2 separate regions of the Zea mays genome follow, and region 1 is linked to region 2. Evidence: chromatin contacts called from public Hi-C data. All regions are on one chromosome and are shown on one strand. The core of a region is the stretch at or near the end of the contact, and the rest is flanking DNA. Distances in the headings are between cores, read along the strand shown. Region 1 holds the start of LOC100283393. Region 2 holds the start of LOC100274883.

Region 1 (5,084 bases), core at 1,245-3,744, 140 kb after region 2:
ATACCAACTATCACATATTATATCATTTCTTTTTAACTCTATTCTTTTCCCAGCCAACAAACCGCTTCCTTCTCTCCTCCGATCTAGGCGTTCCGGCACTCTGCAACAGTGTTTCGAGTAAGAGCTGCATGTACTCTGAAAGTAGTGTTCCTGGTTTCCTCATACCGTTTAGAGTAACTCAAACAGTTCACCACTGCGGCAGTTTTTTACTGCATATTCAACTCTATATTTATAGCGTTCTGGTTAAAGTTCCTCACTGCGGATAGCCTAAAAACTATTCTATACTGTTGTTTTTATTTATAGTGTAGTTTAAATATGGTTATAATTACGTGTGAACTGCAGTAGATAGCCTTAGGTGCACCTAGCAGAGCAAAACAAGCAGGCGCGTAAAACGACGGAAGGCAGAAATCCTCCGGTATCCGGAGGCGCGGCGCGCGGTGGGCCCCACGGCGAGGAGAAGCTGCCGCCGCGCGAATCACTGCCCCCTGATGCCGGCCCTCACGCTGCGCCAGGCCCACAGCTGTCGGCCGAGACCACGCCCGGTCCTCGCGCGGCATCCAGACGCGGCCGCCCCGGACACGGGACACGCCCGCGGCCCATCAGCGGATCCGGCACGCCCGCGGCCGCGAGACGCGACCGCCCAACCACCGTGGCCGGCAGAGCGGGGTGCCCGCAGCGGATCCGCAGCCGGCAACGACGGGGCCTGCCGCCGCGCACACGTGTCGCCGCCCACACGCACACGTTATTCTCAAGGTCACGAGTAGCACAACGCAGCGGCGATTCCGTCGTACGAAAGAGAGCGTCGCCGGTGCGGAAAGATGCAGCCGCCCCACCGCTCGAGGAGTCGTCCCGTCCACACCTGCCTCCCGCCAAAGGCCCACGACTCCCCCCGCTCCATGGCATCTGCTTTTTTCCTTCTCAAAGATCTGCACGCGGCCGCGCCCTGCCGTCTCCTCGACGCTGCCAGTGCCATACAACCATGACCGGACCAACCAAGGATTTCAAAAGTATTTCGTCGCCGTCGCCGCAAATTGATCGCGGTGAGAACAATAATAATTGCTTTAGTGGAGCGGGGAAAGCCGCGGAAACCAGTGGCCTGGATAACGTTGCTTCTGCAGTTCTGCTTCCTCGGTGAACCCATCGGCGGTCAGCTGATGAGCACGTCGCTTGGCTCCAAATCAGCCTCATCAAGGAGGAAACAAGATTTGTCGAGTTATTAAGGCCATGCAGAATGAGAGGCGGCACTGACCAAACAAGTAGTACAGTAAATTTCTCGTGTCACCTTGACGGCAACAAAATACGGAGTAGTTGGTGGCGGAAACGCAGCGGCGCAAATTAAATGCAGACCTGCGTTTCGCAACAAAGCTTTGAATGGAAAGATGGCAAGGGAGCGTTTCCGGACAGATTTCGTTTGGGTCATTTTTTCCCCTCAACAACTAATAGATCCTCAGTACTTGGCAATTACTAATCAATACTCCATAGCTTAAGCCCATATCAACGCCGGCTTGATCAGACAGACGAACAGATCTCAGTTCATTTCCGTCTCGACGGAAAAAAAATATTTACAAGACTCCCCATCTCTTAGTCTACAGAACAAGAATACAGCCATACAGGACCAAAACAACCACAAGTAACATTCCTGATGAAGGCAAAAGGGAAAAGGAAGCTACTAAGTCGTCAGCCAAAAACTCCGGCCTGCCTAGTTCTCTGCCGGCGGGGGCCAGTTCAGATCCAGTTCGAAGCCCACCTTGTTTGCCGTCACCGCGGGAGGCGAAGGGGAGTGATCAACCACAGACGACGAGTCGGAGTCGCTCTGCGCAACCGCGGCCACAGTCACGGCCGGTGGAGCGACCTTGAGCATCCGGTATCCGGATGCCGCGGCAGCCGCCTGCTCGTAGAAAAAGTACTGCTGTGGCGTCGGGCAGGCGACAGGATAGCCCTTGAACGGAAACCGCATGCCGGTGGAGACTGCGTTCACGGCGGCCGCCCGATGGAAGAGGTCGAGATCGAGAGCCGGAGGAAGCGGCATGGCCTGCATAGGCGCCTGGATGCCACAGCCGCTACCGCCACCGCTCGAATCCACGGTGCTGTTGCTACTGGCGCTACCGGCAGCACCGGAGGCGACGGAGCACTGGGAGGGGAACGGGAAGTTCGTCTTGGCCTTGGCGCCTCGGAACTCGCGGGCGGCGGAATCGTACGCCTTGGCGGCCTCCTCGGCCGTGTCGTACGTGCCGAGCCACACACGGCTTTTCTTGGCAGGGTCGCGGATCTCGGCGGCGTAGCGTCCCCATGGACGCTTCCTCACGCCTCTGTAGTGCGGGCCCATGCCCACGCCTCCGACTCCTCCGCCAACGCCCAGCCCCAGGCCGGTGGCCGGCGGTAGAGGCGACTTGTCCGCCACCCGGGGCGCCATGGTCTACAAGTGGCGTGTGTGTGCGGGTCTTCCGGTTCAGCGAGGTGGTGTGGGCAAGAGGGGCTGTATGTGTATTGCGTCTAGGACAAGGTGACGGGGAGGGGGCGGCATTTATAGGCAGCCGGGTGGGTTAAAAAAGGGCAGCAGAGACAGCGGAAAGCCGGAGCGCGAGTGGTGGAGCGGCGAGAGGCAATAAAACTCGGCGCAGTCAGCGAGCGGTTTGACTGTCCTGTCCTCGCCGCCGCCCCTCGTCTTTAGCGAGGCGGCCATTAAAATTAGGCAGCCGTTTTCCGATTATGCCACCTGCCGGCCTGCAAAATTACGTAACGTATGGCAGGTGTTACGGGTGCCGTTTCCCTTTTAGGTCCCTCCACTCTGATGGTCTTAGCGCAATCGCTGCCGGGTCTTCTTCCCAAGTGAACCCATCTTTAAGTATTCTCTCTCTTTTTTTTTAAAAAAAAAAAGTCCACACTGCTTACACCGAAGTTCTCATGCAATCTAATAAATTAGAATACAATGGAAAAATATAGCATATCACTGCTTTCCCACAAATCATTCCCATCTACTGTTGATGTGAAAACTTTCAAAATCATGTTCGCTATACACATAGTTTTCTCCTGTGATCAAGCTAGAGCACTGCCTATAAACACAATTAGTATGGTTTCATTCTTAGTTTGCAACGAGAGATATTGTTTGATTCTTAGTTTAATGACATTTTTTTATGACGTGACAGTGTCGGAAAAAGTGTTATGAAATGATATTTGTGATTAGCCTAATTTAAGCTCACTCTGTTTAAAAAGTTGTAATTTAATGTTTGCTTCGAATTAAAGTCGGTTGTTTTAACTGCTTCGGCTATAATATATAGGGACCAAAATAATGTAGAAATAATAGAAATCTGTACGGATTAAAGTTAAGCGAATATGGTGAATAATAGTTATTATCGCTTAACTCGCTGTCAAAGAGCAGCTTAATCCTTCCCGTGACTTTCTTCTAGAGCAAGGGCTCTGAGGCAATAACGAGAGACTGGAGGGCGTGGAGCGAAAATCGGATACCCCAAAAGCGAAGGCCGAAGGATGCACGAAGACGGACGCAAAGGCAAAGCCGCCGCACGAGGGCCCACCTGGAGCGGGGCAGGGAGCGGCACGCCACGCCAGGCGGCGCGAGCACGTCGTGGGGGCCCCATGGGCGAGGAAGACGACGCATCACGATCCGTGCGTCCCTAGCTGGTGTCAGGCAGTGCAGTGCGCGCCCCGCCCGGGGTAGCGACGTAGCGTCGGCGTCGGCATCGGCATCGGCCGCGCACGCAGCGGAGCGTAAAGACACGTGGGGGCCGCGGCGGCCTGCATCGCCGCACTGTTGTCCCATCCTCCGCGCACGCCTCCCTCTGCGATCTCCACGCCGAGTTGCGCCGCTAAGACATAAGAGAGCGTCTCCAAATAGCTAGCTATTTTAATAACTAAATTCACTCTCTTTTCTACTTAATAGAAAATATAGAAAAAAAGCGACGACCAAATAGATATAAAATTAAACATATTCTAAAAAATTGAGTGTATTACGTGTAAAACCAAATACTAGTGATAAAATAAATTACTATTTTTATTCTTATTTTAGCTTAACATTAACTAGCTATTTGAGACAGCCATTAGAGACGTCTTAACATACCGTCAACGTGAGCGAACTTTGTCGCCGTGGAAACTACTTCCCGGATAAGACTCACTCTCGATTGGAAGGTAGAGGTGCCGTTTTTCCCCGCTTGACGGGTGAGGTACGTCCTGATGGTAGAAAATGTGAACCGAATTTTTTCTTGCTTATTTAGTTTTAATCCATATCGGCTTTTACAGTTTCTATAATATTTTTGTCTCTATAAACTATAGCTATATCAGTCTAAATAATTATCTTTAATCCGGAACAATTTGAGCAAACCCTTTTTGGCGTTATTGTGGTCACGAAACATCGCTCTGCTGTTGTAATTACAAAATTCGCCGTACTTCAAAGCAGCATTTCGCAGTTTCAATCAGGCGGGTGCGACAGTCCAGTCCATCCATGTATGCCATGTAGTATATGGATTTGAACGTGAAACTTTTGCTTAATCCAAGACAGGTTTCCTTGTGTTTATTTTTGCGTGACAAAGTTAATAGATCTACTCTATGCATGGTACAAAGAGCGGCATGTATGATGAACAGTTTTTTTTATATAATAAGTTTATCTAATAAGTCGAGTTAAATATATTGAGTCGATAGAAGAAGAACCAGCCGATCCGGCAATCTCCTGTGAATGCGACGGACGAGCTTCCAGTGCTAGTACTTTTCAGCACAGCTACTGCTCGTACGTACATGCTCCTTCAGCCTCGTGAGGTGAGGTCATCCAATCCTAGATGGACGAGACGCGCGCGGGAGAGGTCAGGTCATCGGTCATCCAAGGGAAAACAGCCGGACGGCCGCCGAGTCGCGCGCGGGCGCGGCATATCAATCAAGATCACATGAGGGGCGTGGACGGACGGACGGACGAGCCCGGCGAGCGCGAAAAGGGGCCGCGCCGCGGGTGGGCACCCACCACCAAAATGTCGGCATCAGCCGGCCCGCGGACGTGTTGCTTGGATCGCGACGCGGGGGGGGGGGGGGGGGGGGGGGGGGGGCGGGGCACCCACCACCAGCCACAGGCGGCCGCCGGT
Region 2 (5,085 bases), core at 910-3,409:
TGGTCTGCAGAGCAGATAAAAAAAATACAAATGTCACCAAAACTATATTGATTATAAAGACAAATGAAAATTCGGCTGGTGAATCAAACAACTCCCTTGCCTGGATGCCTGATGCGAACTGATCAGTCCATTCCGGAGGAAGCTGCAAAAGCAAAAGCCGATCGAGAGGGAATAAAGGTTACTGCGTTCGTGGCGTTAATTCTTGGTGACAGACAGACAGACAGACAGGCGATTGCTGCTCTGACGGAGCATCCAATTCTTCTCTTCTTTTCGCGGAGCAGATCTGATGCAAAAGTCTGAGAGCTCCGCGGGGATGTGTACAAGGATGGATGAAAGTAAAATCTCCAAAAACTAAATTTGTAATGAATCTTAATAATATTTATATCTAAATTTTAATAATATTTATACCTTTAAACAAATCCATTATAAAAAATAGATTTACTGATCTATGTAATGATATTAACTGTATACTGTGGATATTAACACATACATAATTGAAATTGGAAACATTTTCTTTTAACCCATTAGTAAATGAGAAGTACCCTTTGTTTTGGAACAGGTGGGGATGGAGTACGTGTACGTTACAGAGTGCAGAAAGAGAAAGAAGCGGGTGCAGAGGCACAGCTGCTGCTGATAGTACGTACTGCGTCGAAGGAGCTCTGCCAGTAGTTGGAGATGTTGGGCTCGCATTCAGAAGGTTCCTTGAAGACCCATTTGTGACATTTATCAGAGGCCACCTTTCCCATCAGCCTGCATGCGGGAGCGACGGTCCAAATCAAACGGACCCATGGGTCTGTCTATTAGCACATTATCGTCCATGACTCATGTATGTATTGTATGCCTCCGAAATCTCGGTACAGCAGCAAAGCGAGATCAAAAGAGGCCGAGACACACACAAAAATACACAGAACGACTGACTGACTGACTGACAGCTAACGTGTGACACGCAACTCTGACGACATGTCGCTCTTTCATTTCACATCGTCCTCTAAGATAAATAAAAAAAAGACACTGCCCCCGACGCCGTGTAGCACCTGGCTGTGCATGTAGCGTGCGTAGCACAATCGTGAATATGTTAATCACGAGCTGATCCGGCTGTTATAGCCCACTGACGCGGGTGGGATTGTTTAAGCCTCACGAGGCACCGCCCCACTCCAGCCGTGTCCCCTCCCTCACGTGACAGCAGCGCCCGTGCTTGATCCTCGCAGAAAGCAGCAGCAGCAGCAGCCACGACTTGAAAAAAAATGGGCGCCGTACGTGTCTACATCACACCATAATTACCGCCTAATACTAGTAGTGCCATAAGCTAAGCTAAGCTAAGCCGGGAGTGGAGATTGGAAAGTCGGAAAGAAATTGCACACGACACGACTCCGACCGAACTCGACGGCCTGCACCTGCACCTGCACAGCACCTACCCAGTATAGTACCCACCCTTCTCCGTAGTTGTAGAGTTGGATGGACATCTTGATGAAGGCCTTCCGCACCGGGTCCTCGCCGCCGCTCATGTCCGCCAGGCACTCCGCCACCCGTGGCCGGCAGAAGCCGTCCTCCCACATCAGCATCCTATATATATTACATGGTCAAAGCATAGCAGACGGATGGTTGGTTATGGTTGGTGATGAGCACCGGCACAGGGCCACAGGCACACAGACAGACACAGCGATTGATGCAAGGAGAGCTAGCAAACTAAAGCACTCACAGGCTGCCGTTGTCGTCGCCGACCATGCACCCGTTGCCGCCGCGGCAGCGCCTGCATGTGCACCAAGGTAACTAACTGAAGTGAAGCTGAGAGAGCTTAGCTAGACGGAATAACAAGCAGGGAGGCACACGCGTGACATACGGGCGAGGACGGATGGTCCAGAAGACGGAGTAGGTCCAGTCCGAGTCGAGGCAGACGTTGCGGAGGGCCTCGTGGAGCGCCATCATCCCCGCGGCCTCTTTGCTCCGCGCGTCATCCCCTCCGCCGCCCCCATCCGCGCCGGAGCCCACCATTTCCTCTCCTTCCTCGTTGCAGTCCGAGTCCGAGGATCGAGCTCGGCGGCTGTAGCAGCTATAGCTAGCTAGCTAGCTATAGGCCAGCTTGTAGTTGTAGCTGCTACCCGGCCGTGCCGGCAGCCTTTTTGATCGCTCTCCCTGCAGGGTCTTTCTTGAGAACCTGAGATCGAGACTGGCTAGCCCGCTCCTCTCCTCTCCTCCGTGTCTCTTCTTCTCTCCCTCCGTTTGCGGCCTGTCTCTTTCTCTGCTTGCTATTTTTAAACTTGGGCAGTGGGAGAGTAAACCGAAAGGCGACGGCCCCTGCCGCACTCTCTCGCAGCCGCAGACGCAGAGCGAATAGGAAGGAACGGACTCCCGACTCACTGCGCGGCACCCCATGCATGTTTTTGTAGCAGTAGTTTTTTTTTCTCCTATCTGAGAATTGGCGGCCCAGATGTTGGCTACGCCTAAAGTAAAAGCGGCCCCGCCCGAGTCCCCCATCCTTATTTTTTTTCTCTCTGCCGCTCACCCATACGCCCCACGCTGTAGCAGCAGCACCCCAGCAGCCGGGCTCGCCGCTCGCAGCCCCGGTACTGCGGTGGTGCGACCGCGCGACGACGAACGCGAGCAAAACCTCTCACCCACGGTCCCCGGCTGACTGGCTGACTGGCTTGGCTGAGGCCTGAGGCCGAGCAGCTGCTGAGCTGCCAGAGCCAGAGCCAGAGCCAGCGCGGGAGTTTCCAGAACATGCGGGATCACTCCTCTTTCAAAAGGAAACCTGTGTAGCAGATATTCTAATAATTTCCGTTGTAAAAAATTATCGAGACTAATTTGCGAGCTATAAAACCCGAGTGGGTTGTAGTGTCTAGCCCTCAGTCGTTCCATGGTCCTCGTGTCGGCAAGTCCACCAATGAGTACGTATCCTACTCCAACGCCGTTGCTGTAGAAACTTTGTGTGCGCTATATGGAAAGTGACATTTTTTGTCCCTACTATACCTTCCCAGCTTACTATTTGCGTCTTTGCCCCCGCTAAGATGTCAATGGGCTTCGTACTTGCTGCGGCATACACAAAAATGGCAAACTGGGGTCGTCTGAAAGCACTCCTGTACTGTACGAACGTGTAGGTGTGCGTCGGGTTTTTTTTTTGGTTATTCGTTCACACATGATATTTGTCTACACGTCTCTTCGCACTCCGAATGTTTCAAAACAACGGGTTAACCATATGTTAGGCACTGCTTGGAAGTATTATAATTGTTTTCACATGTATTTCTGTTGCACCTGTATTGTCTTGTGTACAAAAAAAAAAACCGACAACCATGCAGGATATTTGCTAACGTGGCGTGTTTCCCTGCCCAATGCATCGCAGTTATTAGCACGTAGGATTGCACGGGCGCACTGGAAATTTCTAACATGAGTGTTGAATTGGAGGTCAAAACTTCAACAGTTCCATATCAAAGACGACTTCGAAACCAGCAAATTAAATCACATGAAGACACCAAATTCAGAGCACTAGTACTAGAGAGTAGCACTTAATTTGCCGTAGAGCGTGAAGCAGAACAAGGGTTAGAAGGTATACATGGCTCATGGCCCATGGCCCATGGTGCGAAGGCTTTTGGCAGGTGCCTTTGTGCATCGACATCATAGCTCATGCTCATCTCTCTACATTCGTATCATCGTATGAGGGGCGAATAAGAAAAATTGGATATTTGTTGTGGCTAAAAGTGGGATTCAAATTGCCATGTAGAGTACTACATAGTCTTCTTGTTTTGTATGGCATTTCCTTTCCTTTTCGTTTCTTCCTAAAATGCGGCACCCCAAAAGATTATTCTACACCTACGCAAAATTAATTAATAGATATATATATATATATATATATATATATATATATATATATATATATATATATATATATATATATATATATATATATATATATATATATATATATATATATATATATATAAACATCAGTGCGTCACGCTTTAGAGTCTCGTCTGTCTGGGCACCGCCCCTGGGACGACGTCGGCACATCGACGCCCTTAAGCTAGTAGCCTGGACTCCAGTTGTCTAACTGCAAGTCTTTATTTTTTTAGCATATACTAAAAGCAGTGGTCATAATAATTAATTGAGGTGTGTAACTACAACGTTACTATGGGCTCAGTTTCGCGTGGAGGCTTGTATTTATTATGAAAGTGTGCATGTAAAAAACTTGATTAGGAATGCTTTGGCAATGATTTTAGCTAGGACAGACAGGGTGCTGATAGGGGCCGGTAATATATCGCGAACTAAATGTTACTTCATAATTTCTTAGGGTCCTAAATTAAATTTAATTCAAAAATAAATAGAAATAAGCGTTGGATTCTAATTTGATTCGATCATTAGATTTTATAGTGTAAAATTTAAAATTCACTGTCACCCCTAGTACAGGGTGCTACGTAAAATTTAGATCTTATTGTCACCCTTAGAAGTGCAGGGTGCTACGTACCACGTCAGTGTCAACAATATATAACTGATAAGCCGTACTAATGGTCGGTTCTATTTTAGCAAAACAAGGGATACCAATATGCCATCATACAGCTGGAACGAATGATGTATGACTCCCTTCAAAAATACCCGAATTGAATTTGTTGACATGATATTGTTCGGTTTGAACTGTACATATGTTTCAAGTATATGTTGAATCATACACCCTCCATTCCTATTTATAATTCTTTGACCTTTTTACCCTAAGTTTAATCAACTCGTCTTATTCAAAAAAAATTATAGTTATTGTTAATTTTTGCTGTGATATTGTTCAGCATATAATATATTTTAAATGTAGCTTTGAATTTTCCATTTTCACAAAAAATGAATAAGACGAACCGGTTACATGTGCACAAAAAAGTCAAATGAGTTATAATTTGAAATGGAGGGAGTAGTTTTTTTCTTGATTTTCTAAGTCAAAGGCATTCCTTCGTGTCTTAGGGCCTGTTTGGTTTGTGGCTAAATGTGCCACACTTTGCATAAGGTTAGTCGTTCGAATTGAATAACTAAACTTAGACAGAAAAGTTAAGCAAAGTGTGGTAACTGAGATAGTGAACCAAACATGTCTTTAGTCTTCCGTTGTTTTCG

What was found. Hi-C and Micro-C count contacts between places; a contact is called where the count stands out from the background.
Region 1: a contact with region 2 is called in a Hi-C map of tassel, with 3 times the contacts expected there. The contact joins the promoter of LOC100283393 here to the promoter of LOC100274883 in region 2. A contact is called at or near these places in 5 of 25 Hi-C or Micro-C datasets (ear, leaf, tassel and 1 more).

Annotation. Positions count from the first base shown.
Region 1 is chr3:193,739,601-193,744,684 of Zm-B73-REFERENCE-NAM-5.0, forward strand. LOC100283393 reads right to left here and starts at 2,495. Exons shown (of 1, transcript NM_001156294.2): 1 at 1,513-2,495. The coding sequence starts at 2,413. The coding sequence ends at 1,700.
Region 2 is chr3:193,600,914-193,605,998 of Zm-B73-REFERENCE-NAM-5.0, forward strand. It overlaps LOC100274883, which reads right to left and starts at 2,160. Exons shown (of 7, transcript NM_001149142.2): 1 at 1,841-2,160; 2 at 1,700-1,750; 3 at 1,432-1,563; 4 at 645-750; 5 at 101-142; 6 at 1-4. The coding sequence starts at 1,992.